Linked DNA regions of Mus musculus: all the other regions are linked to region 1. Evidence: chromatin contacts called from public Hi-C, HiCAR-type and HiChIP or PLAC-seq data. All regions are on one chromosome and are shown on one strand. The core of a region is the stretch at or near the end of the contact, and the rest is flanking DNA. Distances in the headings are between cores, read along the strand shown.

What was found. Hi-C and Micro-C count contacts between places; a contact is called where the count stands out from the background. HiCAR-type assays count read pairs that join an accessible place to other places. HiChIP or PLAC-seq counts read pairs in DNA pulled down with a chosen protein or histone mark.
Region 2: a contact with region 1 is called in a HiCAR-type map of embryonic stem cells, with 3 times the contacts expected there. The contact joins the enhancer-like site here to the promoter of Ptprz1 in region 1. A contact is called at or near these places in 2 of 39 promoter capture datasets (hippocampal neurons and stem cell-derived epiblast-like cells), 3 of 484 Hi-C or Micro-C datasets (cortical neurons, forebrain and nephron progenitors), 7 of 115 datasets of contacts at active chromatin or transcription factors (embryonic basal ganglia, embryonic forebrain, embryonic stem cells and 3 more) and 1 of 9 other capture datasets (embryonic stem cells).
Region 3: a contact with region 1 is called in an H3K27ac HiChIP or PLAC-seq map of VIP interneurons, with 4 times the contacts expected there. The contact joins the enhancer-like site here to the promoter of Ptprz1 in region 1. A contact is called at or near these places in 8 of 39 promoter capture datasets (embryonic stem cells, frontonasal cranial neural crest, hippocampal neurons and 4 more), 5 of 115 datasets of contacts at active chromatin or transcription factors (VIP interneurons, astrocytes, embryonic forebrain and 2 more) and 1 of 9 other capture datasets (embryonic stem cells).
Region 4: a Hi-C map of extraembryonic endoderm stem cells shows a contact between it and region 1, with 2.7 times the contacts expected there. The contact joins the promoter of Aass here to the promoter of Ptprz1 in region 1. A contact is called at or near these places in 1 of 39 promoter capture datasets (stem cell-derived epiblast-like cells) and 1 of 484 Hi-C or Micro-C datasets (extraembryonic endoderm stem cells).

The regions. Positions count from the first base shown.
Region 1 is chr6:22,873,532-22,877,069 of GRCm38.p6, reverse strand. Ptprz1 (protein tyrosine phosphatase, receptor type Z, polypeptide 1) reads right to left here and starts at 1,568. Exons shown (of 30, transcript NM_001081306.1): 1 at 1,186-1,568. The coding sequence starts at 1,243.
Region 2 is chr6:22,583,565-22,587,053 of GRCm38.p6, reverse strand. The region is part of intron 1 of Gm38774 (a long non-coding RNA gene); the gene reads left to right. Among named protein-coding and RNA genes, the nearest start is that of Gm38774, 49 kb to the left of the region's middle. Within about 2 kb of position 1,978, at least 5 of the 459 cell types and tissues checked have an H3K27ac peak or open chromatin away from gene starts, as enhancers often do. A contact at or near this core is called in embryonic stem cells, where this site is marked.
Region 3 is chr6:22,537,380-22,540,822 of GRCm38.p6, reverse strand. No RefSeq gene overlaps it. Among named protein-coding and RNA genes, the nearest start is that of Gm38774, 95 kb to the left of the region's middle. Within about 2 kb of position 1,777, at least 8 of the 459 cell types and tissues checked have an H3K27ac peak or open chromatin away from gene starts, as enhancers often do. A contact at or near this core is called in VIP interneurons, where this site is marked.
Region 4 is chr6:23,131,555-23,135,079 of GRCm38.p6, reverse strand. It overlaps Aass (aminoadipate-semialdehyde synthase), which reads left to right and starts at 2,094. Exons shown (of 24, transcript NM_013930.4): 1 at 2,094-2,199.

The DNA of each region.
Region 1 (3,538 bases), core at 319-2,818:
GGGATTCAACAACCAACTTCAAGCCTGCCCTGTCAGGGAAGGTCAGGGGATCTGTCAGCTGAGTGGCTGCCTACAAGGCATTGGCCAAGACGGCTCTGAATACTTTCACCAAGCCTTGGGGATTGAGGTTAGGTGAATACTCAGAGTGGATTACAGGCAGTCATCACCATAGTGACCTACACAAGTCTCATCAGTCAGAACTAGAAATGACTTCTGTTCGCGAAGGTGCTAAGAGGAGCACTCTCCATCGGATTGGAAGTGCATGTTTAATATATCCTTTATTATAAACGAAATTTAAAAGTGGGGCTATAGGACTGATGGGAGCTAAACAGTTATACTCACAAATCGAGGTACACATTCTAATTTTTAGGTCAATGTCTTCCAACAGGCATTTGAAAGGGGCTTTTAGTAGTTAAAATAAGGAAACAAAACAACAAACAAAACAAAAGACAGGTTTTACTTTTTGTTTTCTTTTTAGAAACCTAAGTCTGCACCCTCATTCCCAGTAAATATTCACACCGTTGACTGCAGAGAGTAATATCCACTTAACACTTGTAAGGTTCGGACGCCTGCGAAGGTGCTGTGTCCCTGTTCGCCCATCACCTGCAGCTCTTCTCTCTGGAAGCTGGGGGCAGAATGCTCATAGAGATTTGACTGGAACTTTTTTGTAAGTGACTGCCTGGACTTGAACGTGACTAAATTGAAAGTACTAGAAAAGTCAGGTCGATGCTTGTTCAGCTCAGTGCCTTTCAGGTGCGTGTGCGTAATTCAAGACAGACACGTGTGCCTTCCGTTCAAGTCCACAGTACTACAGTGGCAACATAGAAAGGAACGTTTAGGTCGCAGCCCCTCGCCACTGCTGTAGTGTATTTCTAGTCACCGACTCATTCTCTTATGTAGGTCTACAAGGCTATTTCCACTTTTTGCAATATGGAGAGCACGCATGCGAGGGGACCCTGACAGGCGGCGACCTCCTGTGTCTAGGTGTCCTGACCAAAGGAGTCTCAGTAGAGGGACCCAGCAGGTGGTAGTTGAGGGGATGAGGGCGCAGCCGGTGCAAGTGACATCGAAAGGTTCGGGATAACTCTTCTTGGGGTGCTACCCAATGTTCTGAAATCCCCCACCCAAGCTGCGTCCCAGAGACTGAGCCCCGCGCGGGTGCCCCGCCGAGGTCCTATCACTTACCCAGGCGACACAGGCACAGGAGCTGAACGCACGCGAGGAAGCTCTGCAGGATTCGCATCTCCAGCCCGGTCCGCGGCCCCTCGCCAGCCGCAGGGGTACAGCTTAGGGTACAGAGGGTGGGGACACCGAGGCAGGGGACGCCGGTGACTGGCCAGGGTCTAGGTGAACGAGTGATAGAGAGAGAGAGAGAGAGAGAGAGAGAGAGAGAGAGAGAGAGAGAGAGAGGAAGAGAAGAGAGAAGAAGAGAATACAAGGCTAGGCGGCGCGTGGGTGCGGGGACCGAGCCTGGACCAAGCGCCTGGCTTCAGGCGGGACGCTGTCCCCTGCCTGAGCGGGCTGCAGCGGCCAGGATCTGAGCGCTCGCAGCGCAGCGGCGCGGAATTGCGGGGACGCGCTCCGGGCTGGGCACGCGCAGTGCGCGGGGGCGGGGGAGCAGGAGCGCAGGCGGGGGCCGGGGTCGCGCAGCAGCAGAAAGAGGGGCGTGGCGGGGCCCAGCCTGTCCCAGCCCCGCGCCCCTCCCCCGCCCAGGGCTGGAGGTGGAACCCGCTGGGGCTTAGAATCTTCGCGGTGAAAAAGGTCTCTTCATTAAGGCTCCTTCACCCACTAGGAAGACACAAGAGGAGGCTGGGTCCCCATTGTCCCGCACAGCTTGGGGCCGACCTTTTGACTTCACCCCTGGGAAAGTCTTTTTTCTTTGTTTATTGTCGTCTCTGCAGTTACCAAGATGGTCCTATCCGGAAGGGTTGAAGGGGGCCTGGGTAAACTGAGCTCTCCCCGCCCCCCTTTCCATTTTCTTAGTGAGTAAAGTAGTTCCAGCTCCCATTACCATTAGGGTAGTTAAGTCCAATCATTTGCAGCACTACTGTGACCATTTGGTCCTGGCTGACCCTTCATTAGACCCCAATCATTCTGTCCTGCTCTGCGCGGCTGTGGGGAACTGTCAACACTGCCCTGGTCCTGCTGGATGGAACTCCCCAAGTGTCTCTTTGCACAGGGTCCTCCTGTAGAAAGATTTTTTTTTTTAATTGCTAGATTGAAGGGTACACAAAAGAAATATAATACACACCCTGTGCTTCCTCGGAGCTGAGCATGTCGTTCTTTCCTTAGGAGCCTGTTTCTATGGAGGTGTTTGTTTGCTGTGTAGGAGCGTGAGTGCTATAACCTGAACTCCTGACTTGGGGGGCGGGGTAGGGAGTTGAATAGGTATTCCTGAAATGTTTGTTGAATTATGTTGAGGTCCACATGAAACAAGTTAACTGGTGGTGATGTCAGTCAATAGCCTAAATACATCGACCTAAATATTTGTGAGATTTTCATATACACGATGGGGTTTAGTTATTTTACATTTTACACTGATAAGAGACTCTATTCAGAGCCTTTTGGGAGTCACATTCAAAGGCAGAGAAAACCAAGTTCCGGAACTATCCCTGGTACCGTTTGATGTAGGGATCTGTACAGCATGTACTCTTGTGTTCTGTTATTGTCTCAAAGCCAGTGCTGTAGCTTTATAAAATACAAAGGATGCTTAATGCATACAAATTGGAATTCCAAGTCTGTTTCAGCTGTGACTACCCGTTCTCACAGAATTCCCACCGCCTCTGAACACTGGGGTCAATGGACAGAGCTAATGATGCAGCTTGCTATCGATTCGTGGATGGTGAATGCATGTCGTCAGGAAAGGACGGGTCTTGAAGCTAGAGTGTTTGTTTAGGAACACATATCGGTATAAGAAGTTGACCCTTACCCTATTCTTCTCACTCCTTGAAATAGAAATGCCTCGAGGATTATAATAGAGATTGAGAGTTTCCATAAGGCAAGAAAATTTCTGGTCATTTTTGCTAACATACCAACAGGTGTGTATATCCACTGGAAGTGTATCCAGAGTTCAGGGGGAAAAATGAAAAACAGTGTTTATTGAATGTGAGCTGGAGTGGGCAGGGACGTTTTCCTAGAGATTTGCAGAAAGGACATTTGGAGAATCTGATTATCAAACAGGCTGGAAACCAAACTGAAAGCCACCGAAGTCACATGTTATATTGAAAGCACTGTCATTTCCGTCAGACTAAGAATGTTCATACTGTGGCAAGCATTGATTTCCTTGTGGAGAAGCTCATACCGGAAATGCTAAGCCTTCTCACTTTGAACTCCTAGGGAAACACAGAAGGAACTTCAACTGCTTAGTAGAAGATGCTGGCTACTGCAAGACGGCTCAGTGGATAAAGGCACCAGCCTCACTGAGAAGTGTCTTTCATAGGTTGTCCTGTCTCTTCTATTTAAATGCTGTGGCATGCACCACCCCCAAATGAATAGATAGATAGATAGATAGATAGATAGATAGATGTAAAATTAAAAT
Region 2 (3,489 bases), core at 729-3,228, 290 kb after region 1:
TCCTCCTCCGGTTTGTTGGATTGCCCAGACTCCAATTCCAGCAGCCACCTCTGCAAACCCAAGGGGAACTCTTTCCAGGGCAACAAGTATACTGAAGGAAGACTCACATCTCTCCTTCAAGTTCTGAGATCTGATACCCTAATGCCATCCCTAGCTCTGTCCATGGAAACAAAGACCTTCTCCTCCAATCTTTCTCCCCCACCCCACCCCACGATTCATCCCAATTACCCAGCCTCTAACACCAGTAAGCATTCACTGTGAACACACCAGCTGAACAGGCAAAGAAAGCCAGCAACAGACAGCTATCACACTCATTGAAATTCCAGAAAGGAAACAGACACCAAGGAACAAAACACTGACCTGACAAAGACAAAACCACAAATCAGCAGACCTTTATTCACCCCAAACAAGAAGCTAAGACACTACCTTAAAAGCACAAACGTCAACAAGGGCAATATGGCATCACTCCAATCCAGCTATCTTCCCAAAGCAGGCCTTGACTATTCCAACATAGATGAAGCACAAGAGAAAGACCTTTAAACCAGAGAGAAAAGGTTGGTTATAAAAGATCTAAAAGTTATAAAGAATATGAAAGTTATAAAAGTTACAAGGATGTAAAGGTTATAAAAGGATAAAAGCCCTTAAGAAGAAAAATGAATAAATCCCTTAAAGAAATCCAAGGAAACACAAACAACTGAAGGACATGAATAATTCCCTTTTTAAAAGCCAAGAAAACACAAACAGTTGAAGGAAACTCATAAAACTGTTCAAAACCTGGAAATGGAAATAGAAGCAATAAAGAAAATACAAACTGGGGACAATCTGAAAATGAAAAATTTAGAAATTTGAACAGGAACTACAGAGGCAAGTCTCATCAACAGAATACAAGAGATCAAAGACATCTCAGTATCCTGAGACAGGCACTGAAGATATGATAGCAGAAATGGATACATCAGTCAAAGAAAATGTTGAATCTTAAAAACTCCTCATACAAAACATCCTAGAAATCTGGGATACTATGAAAAGACCAAAGTTAAAAAAATAGGACTAGAAATTACCATAGATAAAGAAGACAAGATATTCCATGATAAAGTTAAATTTAAACAATAACTGTCTTCAAATCTAACCTGATAGAAAGTGCTAGAAGGAAAACTCTAGGTGATGGAGATTGACTACTCCCAAAAAATACCCCATACGAAATAAATAATCTCACCCCAGCAAAATCAAAACAAGAGAAACAAACACACACACTAACTACCACCAGCACCACCACTACCATTACCACCACCAACAACAAAATAATAGGAATTAACAATCATTAATATATCTCAACATCAATAGAGTTAACTAACCACAAACACACACACACACAACTAACAGAATGGATGTGAAAACAGGATCCATCCTTCTTCTGCATACAAGTACACCTCAACATCAAGTATAGACATTACCTCAGGGTCAAGGATTTACAAAAGATATTTCAAGCAAAAGAACCTAAGAAGATATAGTATAACCATTTTAATATGTAACAAAATAGATTTCAAATCAAAACTAATCAAAAGATAAAAGGAAGGACACTGCAAACACACCAAAGGAAAAATACACTAAGATAGCATTTCAATTCTGAATATCTATGTTCCAAACACAAGGAAACCCAAGTCTGTGAATGAAACATTACTACAGCTTAAATCACATACTGAGCATCACACCCTGAAAGTGAGAGACTTCAATACATCCCTCTCACCAAGGGACAGGTTGTCGAGCGAAAACTAAACAGAATACTGGAGATAGCAGGCATGGTAAACCAAACGGACTTAACTGGTGTTTACAGACCATTTCACCCAAACACAAAGGAAGATGCTTTCTTCTCAGAACTTTATGGAACTCTCAGAATTATCCACATACTTGGACACCAAGCAAGTATCAACAGAAACAAAATCAATTGTGTTGTGAGCGGGCCCACAGCTCACAGGAACCAGGTACACCCTAGTGGCAGGCCGGGGCTGAAAGAGAGGGGAACTAGGCGGTGGCTGAACAATAGAGTGATCTAGGGAGAAAGGCTCCACCCTAGGTAATCTCCTTAGTGACAGTAAGGTCAAGGTCTGGCTCAGCCTGCTTCTGGCTGGGGGAGGTTACACAATTGAAACAAATTCCCTGAATCCTATCTTACTAGAATAGATTAAAGCTGGATATCAAGAACAACAGAAAGCTTACAAACTCATGGAAATTGAACAACTAACTCTCCACTGAATAAAAAGTTGGTCAAGACAGAAATAAAGAATAAAACTAAAGACTCTTTAGAATTCTATGGAGATTAATTTACAGCATACCCAACCTATACAACACAATGAAAACAGTGCTAAGAAAAAAGCTCATAGCACCAAGTGCTATTTAAAAAAAATGGGAGAGCTCTCATGCTACTAACGAAACAACATACTTGAAATCTCTAGAACAACAACAACAAAAAAATAATTACATGGAAGAAGAGAAGAGGGTTGAAAGCAATAATAGAAACAGAGAGAACGATGTAGCATCATAAGTCTATATAACATCTGCAAGAATGACAGTGTAAACTGGAGAGAGTTTTATACCTTCTGTTCAGAAACTCCCTCCCCTTAGAGGCCTATATTAGTTATTTCTTAATTAGTGTAATAAAACATGATCACAGACAACTTATAGAAGACAGTCTACTATGGCTTACACTTCTAGAAGGGAAGTCCATATTGGCAGGAAAATCATGGCAGCAGGAGTAGGGAGCTGAGAGGTCACATCTCAACTGCATACAGGAAGCAAAGAGCAAGTATGTATTGGGTGAGTCTATACAGCCTCAACCCCCATCCCCACCTCAATATAGTGATGGACTATCTCCAGCAACATTGTACTGCACCTCTCAAAAGCTTCATATCCTCCACAAACAGCACTAGCAACTGGGGAACAAGAGTTCTAGTTCCTCAGCCTATGGGTGACATTTTTTTGTTCAGCTGCCAACAGGGTTAGTGAGATGACTCAGCAGATCAAGTTCCCAAGTCTGAGGATCTGAATTCAATTCCTGGGACCCACATGGTTGAAGGATCGAGCTAACTCCTACAAGATGTCCTCTGACCTACACATTTATGCCATGGCACATGAGCACAGAGACAGTACACACGCACGCACGTGCACACACACACACATACACACACACAAAGAAAATGAACAAATAAAAAATATTTAGGAACTATATCCTCAAATGGTGCACTTTGAACACCACATATATGATAAATAAGGTTATGTATACTGGTCACTTTCCAGACATTCTCCCTAGTGTCCCTAGTTTCAAAAGCAAGAGGATGTCTTAAAAATAGAATGACAAAAATGTAATGTGCTTTCTCTTCACGATTCCAGTGGACACTCAAAATAGCAGTTGATCACAAAGGGCATGGAGGGAGCTCTTTCTGATGGAAGTGGATCAGCTACAGTGGCACTGCTCTCAGATCCTTTCCATGAGAT
Region 3 (3,443 bases), core at 528-3,027, 340 kb after region 1:
GAAGGGAAGGAAGGAAGGAAGGAAAAGATGGAGAAAGAAAAGGAGGAGGGAAGGAGAAAGGGAGGGGAGGGAAGGAGAGAGAGAAGGAGGGAGGGAGGGAGGGAGGGAGGGAGGGAGGGAGGGAGGGAGGGAGGGAGGGAGGGAGAACACCTGAGGCATTAGTGAAGCACTCTAGATAAATCTGTAAAGGTATTACAGATGGGTTTAACTGAGTGGCACCATCCCACAAGATGGGGTTACTGAATAAAATAGAAATGGAGAAAGCCAGCTGAGCTTCCATATTCATTCCTCTACTCTCTAACCTCAGACATTCTGTAGCCTGCCACCTTATGTCCCTGTAGCTACATTTTCTTTGCTGCAATTTACTACATACTCTCAAACCCTGAGCCAAAAATAACCCCTCCCTCCCTTAAATTGCTTGTATCGGGTAGTCTGTATTTTTAAAAGATCTTGTTTTTTAATTGTTTTAGATTTATTCATTTTATTAATTTTATGTGTTTGAATGTTTTCTCTGTGTGTAGGTCTGGCACCATGTGTATAACTTGTGTCTGAGGAAGTCAGAAGAGAGTATTGGATCCACTGGTACTGAAGGGACGGATGGTTGTGAGCTGTCGTGTGGATGCTGGGAACCAAACTCGTCTCTTCTGCAAGAGCAACAAGTATTCTTAACCACTGAGCCAATTCTCCAGCCCCCAAGTCTGACTTCCCAAGGAGAATAGTAAGCATCGTACCAACTCAAGTCATGATGTTGGAGGCGGAGAGATAATATTAACGTGGCATGGAAAGAAGTCATTTGGCTTGTATACAAAATAAATCATATTCACATATTAAAAAAAAAAAACAAGACTTATTCTTGCTGGATAAACTTAGGTGATCGTAAGGATTCTGCGCTGAGACTCTTTGGTTTGGTTTTATTTCCTTTCCTCCTCTACACCTCTCCCTCCCTCCCTCCCTCCCTCCCTCCCTCTCTCCCTCCCTCCCTCCCTCCCTCCCTTCCTTCCAACATCTACAGGCAACCACATCTGATGATGGCACACTACAGCAGACCCCAGTACATCCCCAGTGATTCGGTTGAGCTCTCTCCCGTGACCCTCCCTACACAAATGACACAGTTACTCAGCTGAACCTAGAAATCCTCCAGAAACCTACCATATAAATGAAAGCAATATATGACTTAGGCCAAATCACAAGAGGGGATATAACTAGAACTGGAACCTTGGTTCCCTGTTGCCAAGCTTAGCCAGTTCTAGACATTTTACACCTTGCAACCTTTCTCTGAGCACTCAGGACAAACTCCTCCCCAAGTTTAACAACCAAGGATATATTCACAGATGAGGGATCTAGTTTTGTGGCAAATACAAACTTTTTTTCTGCAAACCAACAAAAATTGCCAGGTCATTATACTCAGTTTACTCAGTTTTCTTACAAGCTGTGTGATGATACGAAATAGGAACATCAACATTGTGGTGAGTTTAACAGGTAACAGCATCATGAGTACTGAGTAATAGGGCCAAAGAAAGGACCAAATTCTATGAGAATCAAAAGCTCTAGCAACAAATTGGAATGTGTCACCATGCTTTGGATAATTGATTCATTCCAAAATAAATCCCTTGTAGGATGAGGTTTTATATAGAATCCATCTGGTGTTTATATCCACAATGGCCTTTTCTTTTATATTAATTCACATGTGTGTTTAAATTGCTATACAATACAAATAGACTCTATCAAGGGAACATATTATACATTCCCACCGTGCATCCCGGAAGGGTAAACATGCAGGAAACAGTTGTTAGCACAGAGAACAGCATATTCGAATTTCATTTAACTCTATACTAATGCAGTTATAGGCAAAATTTGTTATGGCAAAGACTGCCTAGAAGATGCTTATCATTGACAGTCAACCTGACCCTGTCTCGAATCACCTAGACTGCAAACCTTTCAGCAATGTCAAGGTTGGATTAACTGAACTAACCACATGGTAATACCCACAGGAATGTGGGTGGTACCCTTCCCTCAGTACAAGGTTGGGTCTTGTACTAAACAGGAAAGTGAGCAAGCTTGCTGAATACTAGCATCCCCCGGCCTCTGTTCCTTCACTGTGAACAAATGTGACCAGCTGCCTCACACTCCTGCCACTGTGACTTCCCAGAAATGACAGCATGTACCCTCAAACTGTGAGCAGTTATATTTAAATGGCTTTTGTAAGATTTTTTTCCAACAGCATTAAGAAAAGCAACCGTTACACCTAGAAAATACAAGTTCGGAATGTTCTCGGTTTTCCTTCATTGCGACATAAGGCATGGTCTTCCCAAACTAAAGCACAGGTCAGGAGTGATAACCTTTGTGCCCAGATCCCAGGCTCCACACTTTAAGTTGCCTCATAATACAAATGAGAGCAAGCAAAGAGTAAATGTACTCAGGAAGGCTTGAGTGTGCACTTACACATGAGTGTGCACTTATACAGGATCAATCAGTACTTCAGCAGTGTGTCCTCTACCCAAAAATCTGCTGTGGTGATGAATAACAGTGTTCAGGCCCCTGAGGCATGGCCACTCAGCCCTCCCAACTCCCCCTGTACCCACACACACACACACTTGTATTCCAGAAACAAAAGAGAGCTGCTCTGTAAGCTTGAAGATTGTGGGTTGTACCACTGAGCAATGCTGCAGAGAAGGGGCACAAGTGACTTGAGACTGCTCAGGTAAGAGAAAAGAAAGACAAAGAGACCACTCAGCTCCTTTGCAGACAGCATGGATGGCACAACCTTACAGGGTATAGAGCAGCAATGCTGCTCCCAATATTTCCTAAAGTAAAGCTTTAAAGTATGATTACTTTCTCCTCAGAGTATTTATTGCCAGGTTTATTGATACACACCTCTGATCGCAGTACTCAAGAGAAACAAGAGTTTAAGGCTACACAGTTACACAGCAAGAACCTTTATTAAAAAACAAAGGGATAAGACACAGCTCAGAGGTAGAGTGGTCCCTAGTATGCATGTGACTCTCTATTGGACCTGTAGTACCTCAACAGGAAAAAGGCCCTTGGTGTATTTTAAAAAAAAAAACAACCCAGATATCTAACAAAAATATAACTGGGCAAAACTATGAATAAACACAAAAAAATTGACCAGATTTTTTTTTACCTTAACACACCAATTTGTTTGTTTGTCAAACATGGTTTCTTTTCTCAAACAGTATATCCTGATTATAGTTTCCCCTCTCTCCACTCCCAGCTTCTCCCCACCTCCCCTCTCCTCCAGATCCACTTTTTTTCTGTCTTTCATTAGAAAAGAACAGGCGGTCGAAACCTCTGTGTCCTGTGTGAGATACGTTCCATTTTGGCTCCACCATGTGGTCAACACCTCTGTCTCCTGCGGGAGATACGTGTCGGCCCGGAGCTCCGTCTATAGGTATAGGTATCAGTTTGAATGATTTAAGGTTAAT
Region 4 (3,525 bases), core at 845-3,344, 260 kb before region 1:
CCCACAGTCTTCACAAATTCAAACTCATTAAACGTTCAGTCTTGTTAAAACATATATTCTCTTAAAAAAAAATCCCAAATCTCTTTTAAAAGTTCCAAGTCTTTCAGATGTGGGCTCCTGTAAAAATTAAGTTAAAATACATTCTTCAAGAGGGAAGAGTCAGGGCACAATCAAAATCTGAACGAAGCAAAAATAAACTTCTACCAGCGTGAATAACTCAGTGTCCAATAATCTTGGATTATTCACTCGTGACCCTCTGGGCTCGTCCAAGGGGGCTTGGGTTATCTCTCCAGCTCTGCTCTCTGCAGCACACACAGCATGTCTTCAAGGCTGTGGCAGGTTCCACTCCACTGCTGCTTCTGTTCTTGGTGGTCAACTTATAGTGCTGACATCTCCAAAATGCTGGGATATATTGCTGCATCTGGGCTGCACTTTCACCACTAAGCTCACCTGGGCTCTCATCAGAGGGCCCAACTCGGCCATACAGTGCCAAACCTCAGCTTCTTTTCACGAACACCTTCAAAACCAGCACAAGGTACAACCTTGGCCATGTCCAGAACACATCTATATGCTGACTCCAAGGAAACACTTGACAGAAGACATCACCTCAGGGATGCTGGCCCCTTCTTAATCACTGCTAACTTTTCCGCCCCAACTGACCAGCATTAAATATTCCAGCAAAGTAAAGTTTTCACTGTAATAGTTCTGGTATCTTGTTGTTTAGTCAGCCCCAGCTAACAAGAACCAGAGCATCTTAATTCAAAATAACAAATGGCCCTGGTAGAATTTTTAAATTTCTCTCTGAAACTTGACAAGCCAGACCTCCATTGTCTGCACTGTCCTCAGTGTTCTTATCTTCCAAACTCCTACCAAACAGCCCTTTGAGACCTCAACACTCAATAGCTTTTCTTTCTTTTAAAAAAGATTTATTTTATTTTATGTGTGTTTCACCTACATGTGCATGTGTCTGCCTGCCTGGTCTCTCACAGCAATACCCCACTATTCTGGTACCAGCTTGTCTAGTCAGTTTGTCTTAGTTAGGGAGTCTATCACTGTGATGAAACACCATGACCAAAAAAACAACTAGGAGAAAAGGGTTTAGTTTACTTCCATATAACAGCTTATCATCAAAAGTAATGAAGACAGGAACTCAATCGGAACCTGGAGGCAGGAGCTGTTGCAGAGGCCATGGAGGGGTGTTGCTTACTGGCTAGCTTCCAGTGGCTTGCTCAGCCTACTTTCTTACAGAACCCAGGACCTCCAGGATAACATCAATCACAATAGGTCTTCTCCCATGAATCGCCAATTTTGCCTATAGCCCGATCTTATGGAGACATTTTTCTTGCTGAGGCTCCCTCCTCTCTGATGACTCTAGCCTGTATCAAATTGACACAAACTATCCAGCACTTTGGGCTTATTTTCAGAAACTTGCCTTCTAACAAGTCTAAATGGAGGAGGAACTTGTGAAACAGGAGGGTCAAACCCTTCTGGCTATGACCCCAAGGCTCCGCCGTCACTGAGGCTAGTCTTTACGAAACTCGCATTTCAGCAATACTGGAAATTGTAATACATTTGTCATCCCTAAACTTCTGTTCCTTGAATGGAGTGTACTGTACCCCGTGCTCTCCAGGTCCTCCGCTATTAGGATTCTTAAAACACGAGAAAACTTCCATTGGGCTGAGCTTCCTAAGCTGTGAAAAGGCTCTGTAAAGTGTGCTTCGCAAAACAAACAAGACACAAGCAATTGCAACGTTTTTCCAGGAGATATGCAAATTTCCTTAGTAGATACTGTCCAGACATTTCTTTTTTTGCTGTTTTTTTCCTACCCTCGTGGGCTTACTGCCACAGGGAGTTACAAACCTGATCAATAGCCATTTAGGGAGAACCCGATGCCATGAGCTAAGTAAGCTCTAGGGTCAGAGATCTTTCAGGCAGATGAACTTCAGGGTAGAGCAGGGGCAGGGCATGACCTAGTACCTGGCAGCACCGCTGATTGGTAGGAGAGAAGGTTGTTCCTTCAAAGCTACCGTTGATTGGCTGCAGGAAGGAAGACTTGTGACGTACTTAAAAGTTGAGCAAACACCTCCTCCTCCTTCTGGGCCCCCGCCCCCCTAGTCAATTTTTTTTGCAGGGAAATCAGTCTGTAGGGTCCAGATTCAAGAGCTCTGGGTGGCTGGGGACTGATCCATAACCTACAAGGTGAGAAGGGGGCCGGGAGGGCGACTCGGATGCAGGCGCGACCTCTGCCTGCAGGATGCACTTGGAGCTCCCAGCTCAGCCGCGGGACTCCAGCTGTTAGTCGAGAAATCGGCCTCCCGCCCCAAAGCCGCGGGGCGACCTCGAAGCTCACTGTGACAGAACTAGGGAGGTGACACAAGCTTTAGGCATCGCTGCCCAGCTTTGCTGGGGGGGAGGAAGGGCTTCAGGCTCAGCTCTACGGCTTCTGAATAGAAAGGGGGAGGGGCATGCACTTTTTGGCAGGTGGGCTCTGGTGGTTGTGGTCTGTTGCTGAGGAAGACAATACGGGTCAGTGTTAAAATTAAAGTTGCAGAGTGAATAACTTATTTATTCTTGGACTGAAAGCTTCTTTGCCTGTAGTGGTTGATGAAGAGAGCAAGATTCTTTCTGATCTCCTCCTAGTCCCCCTGGCTGGGTGGAATTCTGATACCAAACTTTCCCTGTCCTAGCTGCAGGTTTAGGGCTAGTAACTGTGACTGAGAGAGACCTGGTTGGCTGGGTCTGTCTGCAATCCGTTTGAGATGGGCATGAAAAAGTTAAACAAGTTGTGTCCAAAACTCTCGATACTCTGGGCGGCTGTGCTCAAGGAGAGAGCTCTGTGGACACACTTTGTAACCAACTCTGCATGGTTGAATGGGGTGGGGGGGGTGGAGAGGGAGGGACAGAGAGAGAGAGACAGAGACAGAGAGAGACAGAGACACACAGAGAGACAGAAAGAATGAATGAATAAATGAAATAGTTCCTAAATCTGTAGAGACTGTCATTTCTTGGATATTATGGGTCATGAATTGTGAGAATCTGGACAAGGTGTAGCTGTGGTGAGGCTCGGTACAACACACTGAATGACCAATGATTTATACAGTCCTTCCAGTTCTTTATTCAAAACACAGATGGCCTGGTGTGTGTGTGTGTGTGTGTGTGGGGTGTGTGTGTGTGTGTGTATGTGGTCATGAATTCCTGTATTTTGCTATCCACTCCTCCCTCCCATGAAGGTGAGTGGACCTAGGGCTCAGAACTTGCTGGCTGTGCAATCTGGTTGTCACTCTGCAAAGTGACTTAGGAAGACAAGGGAGTTTATTATTTATGGGCGGTATTTCCCCAATCTTCTAGAAAAACCACACGTCTTATCACAATTCCTGCATTTCTTGAATGTAAGCTGTCTTCAATTTAAGATGCATTCTTACTTCAGGGATGCTAAAATGTGAAGACACGTCTTAAACTTGTTGAAATAAAAGAGTTAAAACGGTAATGAATTTTACATGTTCACCGTGTCCAAAGAGTGGCATT